Regions from separate parts of the Anas platyrhynchos genome. Here region 1 is linked to region 2. Evidence: chromatin contacts called from public Hi-C data. All regions are on one chromosome and are shown on one strand. Each heading gives the region's core, a stretch centred on a gene start, on an enhancer-like site or on the middle of the called end of the contact. The rest is flanking DNA. Distances are from core to core; before and after follow the strand shown. Region 1 holds the start of LOC101800452 (rho GTPase-activating protein 7). Region 2 overlaps SLIT3 (slit guidance ligand 3).

Evidence for each region. A called contact is a pair of places that touch in the nucleus more often than the background predicts.
Region 1: a contact with region 2 is called in a Hi-C map of liver, with 1.9 times the contacts expected there. The contact joins the promoter of LOC101800452 here to the enhancer-like site in region 2. A contact is called at or near these places in 2 of 8 Hi-C or Micro-C datasets (liver and skeletal muscle).

Annotation. Positions count from the first base shown.
Region 1 is chr14:16,008,438-16,012,693 of IASCAAS_PekinDuck_T2T, forward strand. It overlaps LOC101800452 (rho GTPase-activating protein 7), which reads left to right and starts at 2,063. Exons shown (of 13, transcript XM_072023548.1): 1 at 2,063-2,248. The coding sequence starts at 2,134.
Region 2 is chr14:15,951,794-15,956,243 of IASCAAS_PekinDuck_T2T, forward strand. The region is part of intron 33 of SLIT3 (slit guidance ligand 3); the gene reads left to right. Among named protein-coding and RNA genes, the nearest start is that of PANK3, 23 kb to the right of the region's middle. Within about 2 kb of position 2,083, at least 7 of the 8 cell types and tissues checked have an H3K27ac peak or open chromatin away from gene starts, as enhancers often do.

The DNA of each region.
Region 1 (4,256 bases), core at 813-3,312, 57 kb after region 2:
CTTCCAGAAATGTTTCAGCCCTTGCAGCAGTCCCAAGACAGAGATGTGAATGTGAGCAGCTTCTAAGAACGTGGAACAGCTTTGCTTTTTCCTGGCTGTAGCTTTATTTTTAGCATACATCCTGTTTTAGCCTAGGGTCACGTCTGAGACAACAGGAAGCACTTCAGTTCCTTTATATGAATAGCCTCACTGTTCATTCTTCATTTTTTCATTTTATTGAACAGATTTTCTTCTTTACATCACCATGAAATTGCAAGTGACTACCAAAGACTTGATCACTTCTGTGGAGACACCTTCTTGTAGGTGGCTTCCAGCTGTTTCCTCTTCCCTTCTCCATGCCCCAACCCCAAATTTCCTCTCCCTTAGCCTCTGTGGTCTCCTGTTCTCTGAGACCCATCCAAATTTCTTTAGGGAAAGAAAAGTACAGCATCACCCTTGGTAGGCCCAATTTAATTCTGGACAGGACACAAAGGAACTAACATTTCTTCCTGCTAAGTAGTATTGGGGAGCACGCTGGCAACAAGAGTTTGGTTTGTGTGGAAACGTTAACCCAAGGGTTTGGTTTGTAAGAATCAAGGCACGAAAACACCTGGGGTGATTTGCCAGGCAGGTGCTTGTGCCTCCCAGCCAGGACATGTGGCTGCTCTGTGCTCTCACGTGGTTCATTTTCTAGGGAAGCAGTGCTCCGGGGAAGAGGCCGTCACGGCGTGGCTGCGGCTTTGTGCAGGAGATGGAAGCAGAAAGCGCAGGGCTGCAAGGCAGCAGGAACAGCCCTGACTTCACGGCTTCCACGTGGTGGCCGTGCCCCTTGTCAGCTGTGTCTCCAGTCCTCAGGTTGCCATCTGCTGAGGGACGTTAATTAAGTTACCTCAATCAGTTGTCTCACCAACAAATACCATCGCAGCTTATTCCTCTGAGACACCAGGCCCAAAGCTGCTGTCAGAAAGAGGAATGGGGAGGTGTAAAGCACACATGTAGCACTAGCAATCATTTGTAGTCAAGTTGTGTTCTTTCCCCATTAATTTATATTCTTGTTTGGGTTGGATTTTGCCAAGGAGCTGCACTGATACAGAGCTATGTGCTGGGTGTTTGTGTCTGTTACAAAGCTGCTTCAGTCTCCCTCCCCAGAGGGGGAGCAAACTTAAATTGGCCCCTGCTTGTCCAAAAACATTTCTGTGAGCACTGTTCCCAGGCCCATACCTGACAGAGAAGTGACTGAGGTTTTCATGTGCCTTCCCTTTACCCCCACTGCTTCCCAGCCCCGTGTTGGTGCCCGGCGGGGTCAGCCCTGGTCTGGAGTTTGTCCTGAAGGCAGAGAGCAGGGCGCCCTGCGGGGGAGGCTGGCAGGGAGCTGTGTTTTCTGGGAAGATGGGCTTCCCATGCCTTGCTGCTTCACAGCCAGCCTGTGCTTGTGTAAATAAATAAGGCAGTGAGGCCCCAGCATTAACCAATCCCCCCTTTATAGAGGCAGCAAGTGCATCAGTGACTGGGTAATGCCGGACAGCCTGGAGATTTCTTTCTTTGAACAGGCTCTACATAAAAACTTCCTGCAGGTTAATCCCATGCCACAGGAGAAGCATCCAAATCCACCTCTAGACCAGGCTGTTCTGTGAAAATAATTATATATTAAAAAAAAAAAAAAGACATACCAAATAAAATAAGCAACTGCCTGCTGGTAAAGGAGATGGCAGGCACGCGCCTGAGCACGCAGAGCTCAGAGGACACGGCGGTGAGGAAGCTGTTACCCACTCAGCAGGGAATGCAGAGTTACAGCCTTGTCTGAAATCCTGTCCCCGCTCCAGGAGATGCTGCGTAGCCTCACTCTGTGTTTACTGCCCTGCATGGCAGGGAGCTGGCTGTTTATAAGGCACAGGGGTGGAGCTGCAGAGCCATGCAGTGCTCCGGGGTGGGTGCCACGGCCCCCCAGTGCAGCCAGCCCGGGGTGGCAGGGGGTGCTTGTCCCCCTCCCCACAGGAAGGACGCTCATCACGTTAACTGCTGGCTTCTCCTGCATGGAAACCTTTCTAGGCCAGCTGAAGAGGCAAAAGCCAGGAGAACAGCCGGGCTTTGGTCCTAACCTGCTGCAATTTCTTCTGGAGTCTGCTGATCTGTGCAGGTTGGAGCCCCCCAGGCATGGCAGAGCCGGGGAGGCAGCGCCTGCGGCGAGCCCTCAGCGACCACGGCAGGGACTCGGCCAGCAGAGCGTGGGACGTCTTCTGGAGGAGCACCAGAGAAAAACGCCTCGCAGGTCAGTCAGTCCGAAGGGGTTTGAATCCTGTGCTGGTGGGAATGAAGCATCTGGGCTGCGGTCTTTATAGAACCACAGGAATTTCCACTTCCATAGGAATGGAAATAGGTCTACTTTTTTGGCAAGGGTGCTCCTCTTAAATGCTGCTACCTTGAGCGCTGTGCTGGTGTGTTGCATTAAGGTGTTTGCCTGACATTTTTTTCAGTGGGAACAAGGAGGAGTTTTGGACTGATGGTTTGTACACAGAGCTGCAAATGTTCACATCTACCTAGAATTTGATTTCTAGCTTTCAGTGTTTAAGTTTGTGCTTTGGCTGAAGTTTCGTAGACTTTTAAAATATGAAGGTGCCTGTACCCTACAGCAAATTTGAACTGTTATATCGTGAGTATAACTGCTTGGCAGTGATCTGTGCAGTGACACTCATTTGGAGCAGTCCCAGCCCTATCCGTGACACTTGGTGTGTCCGTATGTCGGGCATGTGTGCGACAGGAGAAGCTTTGCAGTGCCCTGCAGCCTCTTCTCAAGGTGCACGAGTAACTATTGAAGCCGTATGACCACGAGCAGCTGCAAAGAGAAGCTTAGAAGTAAGCCTGAGTAAAGGAAGGAATATTCTCTGAGATAGCAGCTTTAGGATAATGACACATAAAAAGCTCAGGAGAACAGAGCAGTAACTCACATTCTGAGAAATTAGTCGTCAGTGTGCAGACAAACACTCTGCTAGCCCGTCGCTTGGGGAGGGAAGTGTGAGAGTTGTGGGGCAGGATGAAGTCAGTGCATGCTAAACAAAACCCCTGTAGGGAACAGCTGTGTTGCTGGAAGCCCGTGTTGCTCTGGGGACTTTAAACTCAGTAATTGTGACAAAAATACATATGCTCTTGGGGGCAATGAAGAACATGTGGTAGGTGTATGCATGAAGCTTCTTGCAGAGCTTTGCTTTCAGGTGTGGCAGAGTTTCAGAGTGAAGTCAGTGCAGAAGTTCTGGAGAAACCCAGGTACAGTGGAGCAAAACCTTTCTAGAGCACCTCTTGGTGTGAGGAGCACTGTTGTGTCCTGCAAGCCATTACTGCAGGCAGCCCAGCGTTGGAAGGCAATGCTTAGGTTATCTTTAAGTTGAACTCTGAAGCTTTTAGTGGCAGTTTGTAGCTGATAGAGCAATACCAGGTTAACAAAGGACAACTGCAGGATGCAGGAGGGCCCAAGGATGGGCGTGAAGGCAGAGCAAAGCTGTGACCAGGCTCGTTCTGCTGACATTCCCTAAGGAGTATTAGTGGATTTGTTACAACCAAGAGGCTAAACCAAAGCTTGGGGCAAGCCAACCCCTTTTTAAGAAAGGTCATCCTTCAGCTGTAGGTCTGCACTTAGCCACTGTTCTGTCTGCTTGCACAAAACCTGCAGCTGCTCTGATCGCACCACGAAGAGCTAGAGCAAATCCTAACCTTTGTGATTCCAAAGTGCAAGGACTTTGCACCCTTTGATGCCCTCTAGGGCTGGCTCTGTGCCTCGCAGGGCAGGTGTTAGCTGTGTGCACAGCAGGAGCAGCGCTGCGGGCGGCGGCTCGGCCACGCTCCATCAGCTGCCGGCAAGAGGGCACATCCTAGCAGGAATGGGCAGGTGGGATGGGTGCCAGGGATTGCTTTGCGGGAAGCATTCTGATACACTGCCTTGTAAAATCATAAGGAAACAGGTGACCCTAAAAAAGCATAATGTTTTCTTTGGCAGGAACTGAGAACTTGACCTCGACAGGCACAAGTGATGGGGCAAGCAGAGCCCTGGGCATCCCCAGCCCTTGCCGGGGGCAGCAGCTTGCTGGGGTCTCCTCAGCATGGTGTGAAAGGGTGAGGCCCCCAGCCTGTGGGGACATGCCAGTGCAGCTGGGCAGCTGGTGATCACTCACAGCCATCTCCTTGGTCTGTGACAGCTGATGACTGATCCCCAGCCTTCTCGTGTTTCCCTTCTCGTGTGCCACAACACGGGGCATTTGCAGTGAGGGCATCCTGGTTGCCGAAGC
Region 2 (4,450 bases), core at 833-3,332:
ACTGGAAATCCTTGCTGACCCTTCAAATGTTTACACTTAAAATGTAATCCCTTCCTTTTTACAACAGTAATGCATTATAATGTATTATAAACTATCTAATATCTAGTAGTGGTGGCCCAGAATGCTGCAGTTGGAAGTCAGCTAAAAATTCACGACTGTCTTCTTTAATAGCTTGGAAAATCTCAAAACCTAGGACTTGGTTTGTTAGCGCCCCCGAGAAAAGCAGCTGGCTCGAGTCTAGCAGTTGTTTGGCTTCTTCCTGTGGGCCCTTTCCCCTCTCCCTTGCTTTGCTCAGACATATTATTTTAATTTAATCATGAAGCACAAAAGCCCTTGCAAAAGGGAAGGAGTTGGGTAACGTCAAGTCAGCTGCCAGGTATGCGATGTTGCGAGATCTCAGTAAATACGCTTTGAGCAGGGAGCCAAGGTAAAGCTGCCGTATATATCAGCCTGTGAACTCGGTACCCGGGGCTCGGTACCCGGGGTGGGCGCGGTGCTGAGCTGTGGCCGGAGCTGTGAGGAACGACTGCGGGGCCGAGGGGAAGCAGCGGCCCCCTCAGCGCGGCCGCCTCAGCGCCACCCCCTCAGCGCGGCCGCCCCGGGCCCGTTGCGCGGTACCGCGGCTCCCTCTGGCGGTCGCTGGCCGCCGGTTTAGCCCTCGCCGCGGGGCTCGGCGGAGCCCCGGCGTGTTTCTTCCCCCCGTGTCCCCGCCGCAGCCCCGTGCTCGCCACCCGCTGCCGGCCCCGAGCCGAAGGGCCCGGGAGCGCTCGGCCCGTGCCCTCGGCACCGCGAGGGCTGAGGAAGCTCAGCAAATGGCGGGCGCCGGGGCGGGATTTATGTACCACAGGGTGCGTGCCCCGAGCCCACCTGATCCCCAGAAAGAATTCAATTAAGATTTTAATAAAGCCCGTGCCGAGAGCTGGGTCAGGAAGAGGCCCCTTGAAAAAAAAAAAGAAAGAAAAAAAGAAGAAAAAAAAAAAAAAGGCCGAGCACAGCAAGTCTGTGCTGGGAGCTGCGTCGTGATGCACTGTTCAGCGTCTGTGGCTTTCTTCCCTTCATCTCCAGCCAAGCCACTGTCTCCAACTGTCTCAGACGATTGCTGAGTCTCCTAAAGGCCCAGCTATATAAGAGGCTCTGAGGAGAGTTCGCGTAGCATTTCCCTCAGCACTGGTTTCTCCCCCAGTGTTGTCTCTGTCTCTCTCAAAATCCAAAGACTTCATAACATCTTTCTGTCAGCAACAGCGATGTGCTTTAACACAGATATCCCCTGGTGGGATTTTCTACCATCCTGGCTGTCCGCATCCGGCTTTTCTATCATGTGTTAGCATCTTTTCAAAAAGCAAAACAGTGCTTTGCCTGTTCTGACTTCATCTGCTTTACAAAATTGCAGTGTTGAATGATGGCTATAAGTTGCACAGTTTCTCACGGTCCAGGCACAGACTATTTTCATTCAGAGTTAAAAAGTGAAAAAGTCAGAACTGAGTAATTTTCATCCACACATACACACAGACGGGGACACCTCACTCCCTTTCCAGTGAAAATACCAGGCCTGGGTATGCTGACAGGCACGAGCACCACATGGGGTGGCTGCTTCCATTGCCAGGACACACAGACTTTTGTTTGCCTCATAGTCAAGGCTCTCCTGCATAATCTGGAAAAAGCACACACTGTGGAGGAGTAGGTGATTAATGCCTGTGAAATCCTGGCCCAGGGAAGAGCCAGCGCTGCCAGATGTGATAATGTTGTCCTCTGACAAATGGCCATAGCTTGGCCTTCCTCAGATAACAGTGTAGTTTTGTGCGCTAGCTTTGGATATTGATCCCACCAGGGAAGAGTTCCCTGTCGTGCAGCCATCCATCCCACCTCCTCAGTGCTCAGCTGTCAGAGCCAATGGGTTTTGGCTATTCTTCTTCCTTTCATTGGCACTTCTGCATAGCCTAACCATTACAAATGTGCATTTCCATTTGTCTAGCACCTTTCAGCTGAACATCTAAGTACTTTCTACATATGAATTAAGCATTGCAACACAGCAGTGAGATATGCAGGGAGTACATCGGGATCATCCAGTTGGTACATTGCTTTTGCACAGCTGTTTCTCGTAATGTGGCAGATACTTAGCAGAATTCAAGAATATCTAAACAGCAAGCTTGGACCAGCTGTTTTTGAACTTACTAGAGTTGTCAATCCATAAAGTAGTCTGCTAGAGGTGTGGGCCCCAGTACAGGCAAACTCAGGCTTGTTTTTCTGAAGTGCATGCAAAGTATATGCAACCTTGGGCAATAAATCTTGTGTAAGTCCTTGTTCCTTATCTCTACCCATGCAATTCATTGCCCTTGCATTAGTCCTGATATAACTGTATTGTGAGCCAGACTGTCTACTGGATCAGCCGGAGCTGGGTTTTTGTACAATGTCAAGCCTTTTTTTTCACCCCTAAAAAGTACTTAAATCAGTATTATGAGCTCCAGGTTCTTGAGCCCTGCCTCTTCAGGATGCTCTCACAAGTCTGAGGATGGACAGCAGCTGTGGCCCAGGCGATTTCGTGTGGGTCACAGACAGGCAGCGCAGTCAGCAGAGCTCCCTGCCTGCCGCTTTGTGGCAGAGCTAACTTACCTCACGTTTATGTAAACCCAGCCAGTAAAGATGCTCATATATACTGCTGTAATTTTGCAATCTGTGTGAAAAGTATGTGAACTTCTAACGGCATATGTTTGTGATTCATCCCCAAAACCTGTGCGGACCCCAGCACTGTCATGGGACGTCAGTTCAGCTCTGAAACAGCAGTGCTCTCTTCTCAGACAAGCAGGTCCTCAGAAATGCCTCACTGCTGACCTGCCTGACATTACTTATGTGTAACTGGCTATGTCAGGTCCCCTGTAAAAAACCCTGCAAAATTAAACTTATTTCAGGGAAAAAAAAATAATAATTCTGGTCATTTCCGAGCTATTTAATTTGTTTATGAAGTTGAGAGCATATTTCCATGCCACAGCTCCTTAATGTATTGGTTGGGCAGGACCGGGCACTACAGATGGGTAGCATGTCACATAGTTTGAGAGGTGGGTCCATCTAAAAGGTCATTCCTCTTTAGAGATGAGTTACTCCTAAGTGTGCCTGTTATTTTCCAGTGATAGTAAAGAAAATCTGGCTAAATAGCTCTCAGACCTCCACATCTGCATTGCAGGTTTACAAAATACCTGAAAGGAATCTGACCTTTGAACTTGTAACTTACTGAGAGAGGATGCAGAGCATATGGGCCATCTGAATGAGCAAAACCCATCCTTTAAACCTACCTTTTACATTTTGAAATGGTGTTTACCACTTATGTCGCCATCCCAAACGCAGGCTGTCAGCTCAGCAGTGTCTCAGGATGTCTAAATCCCACTGCTGGTGTGTTGTGTCTCTATCCGTAGGTGACAGAACCAGCAAGTGAGCTGCCAGGGCGAGTCTGGGCGAGAGGCTCACAGGCCAAGCATAAGGCGGGTTGGCAACACTGTACATGTGGGCAGTTTACATAGCTCATAATTTAATTTCTGCTGCTATAGTCTCATTATGCACTAGTGTTTGCGTGTGTGTGATACAGAGGTTGGGCCATTTACTTACATGTAGTACATGTAGAGCAGCGGAAAAGTCACATTGCTTCTGTAACTAACTGCTTAATTTGAAACCCTGTTTTACTCAAGCAGGTAATCACAACCTCTCTCCCTGTTTTTAGAAGTACAACAAAGTATCAAGTTGTTTCAGAGAATTTTAGCCTGCTTGAAAGCTGAAGCTGCCCAGAAAATAAAAAATGATAGAGCAATACAAACTGAATTGTACTGCTGCACCTGTTAATTTTTGTGAGACTGAACTGAAGATGAGGATTGTTTGTGGCACAGACTAGCAAACAGCTGTTGAGTTACCTGACTCATTGTGAGCCTAATGCATTCAAAAATCAATGTTCAAAATACCTGAGTAATAAACACGCAGTACCTTTAATATCTTGCTTGCTCAGATGACTGCCTGGTCCCTGCCTCCCCCCTGCCCCAGATTTCCTGCTTATTCTCAAGCCTCAGTCTACACCTAAATGTTTCTCAAAGAGCAATTTGTCAGTTTTCCTTGCATTCAGGTAGGACTGTATTGTATTGAACAAAGCATCCCAGTCCTTTACAAGCCCGGAAGTCCTGAATTCCTTCTCTGGCTTTAAGTAACTGGTCCTGTCCTTCTGCCTCAGATTTTAGTTACAAGACACTTTGGCTTTGTAAGGAAACACTGGTTTCAGAAACCCCTGCTGTCTCTTGCCCTACACTGCCATCTCTCACAGGCACTGTGAAAAAAAAAAAAAAAAGAGTTCAAACTAACCATACAAAACTAAACCTTTTAAGTGATTGGGCTTGTTACATAGGCACCAAGCAGCGTGACACAGGAGCAGCAATCTAATAGCAGAAAATGGGATGTTTTCATTAGCTTTGTTGCC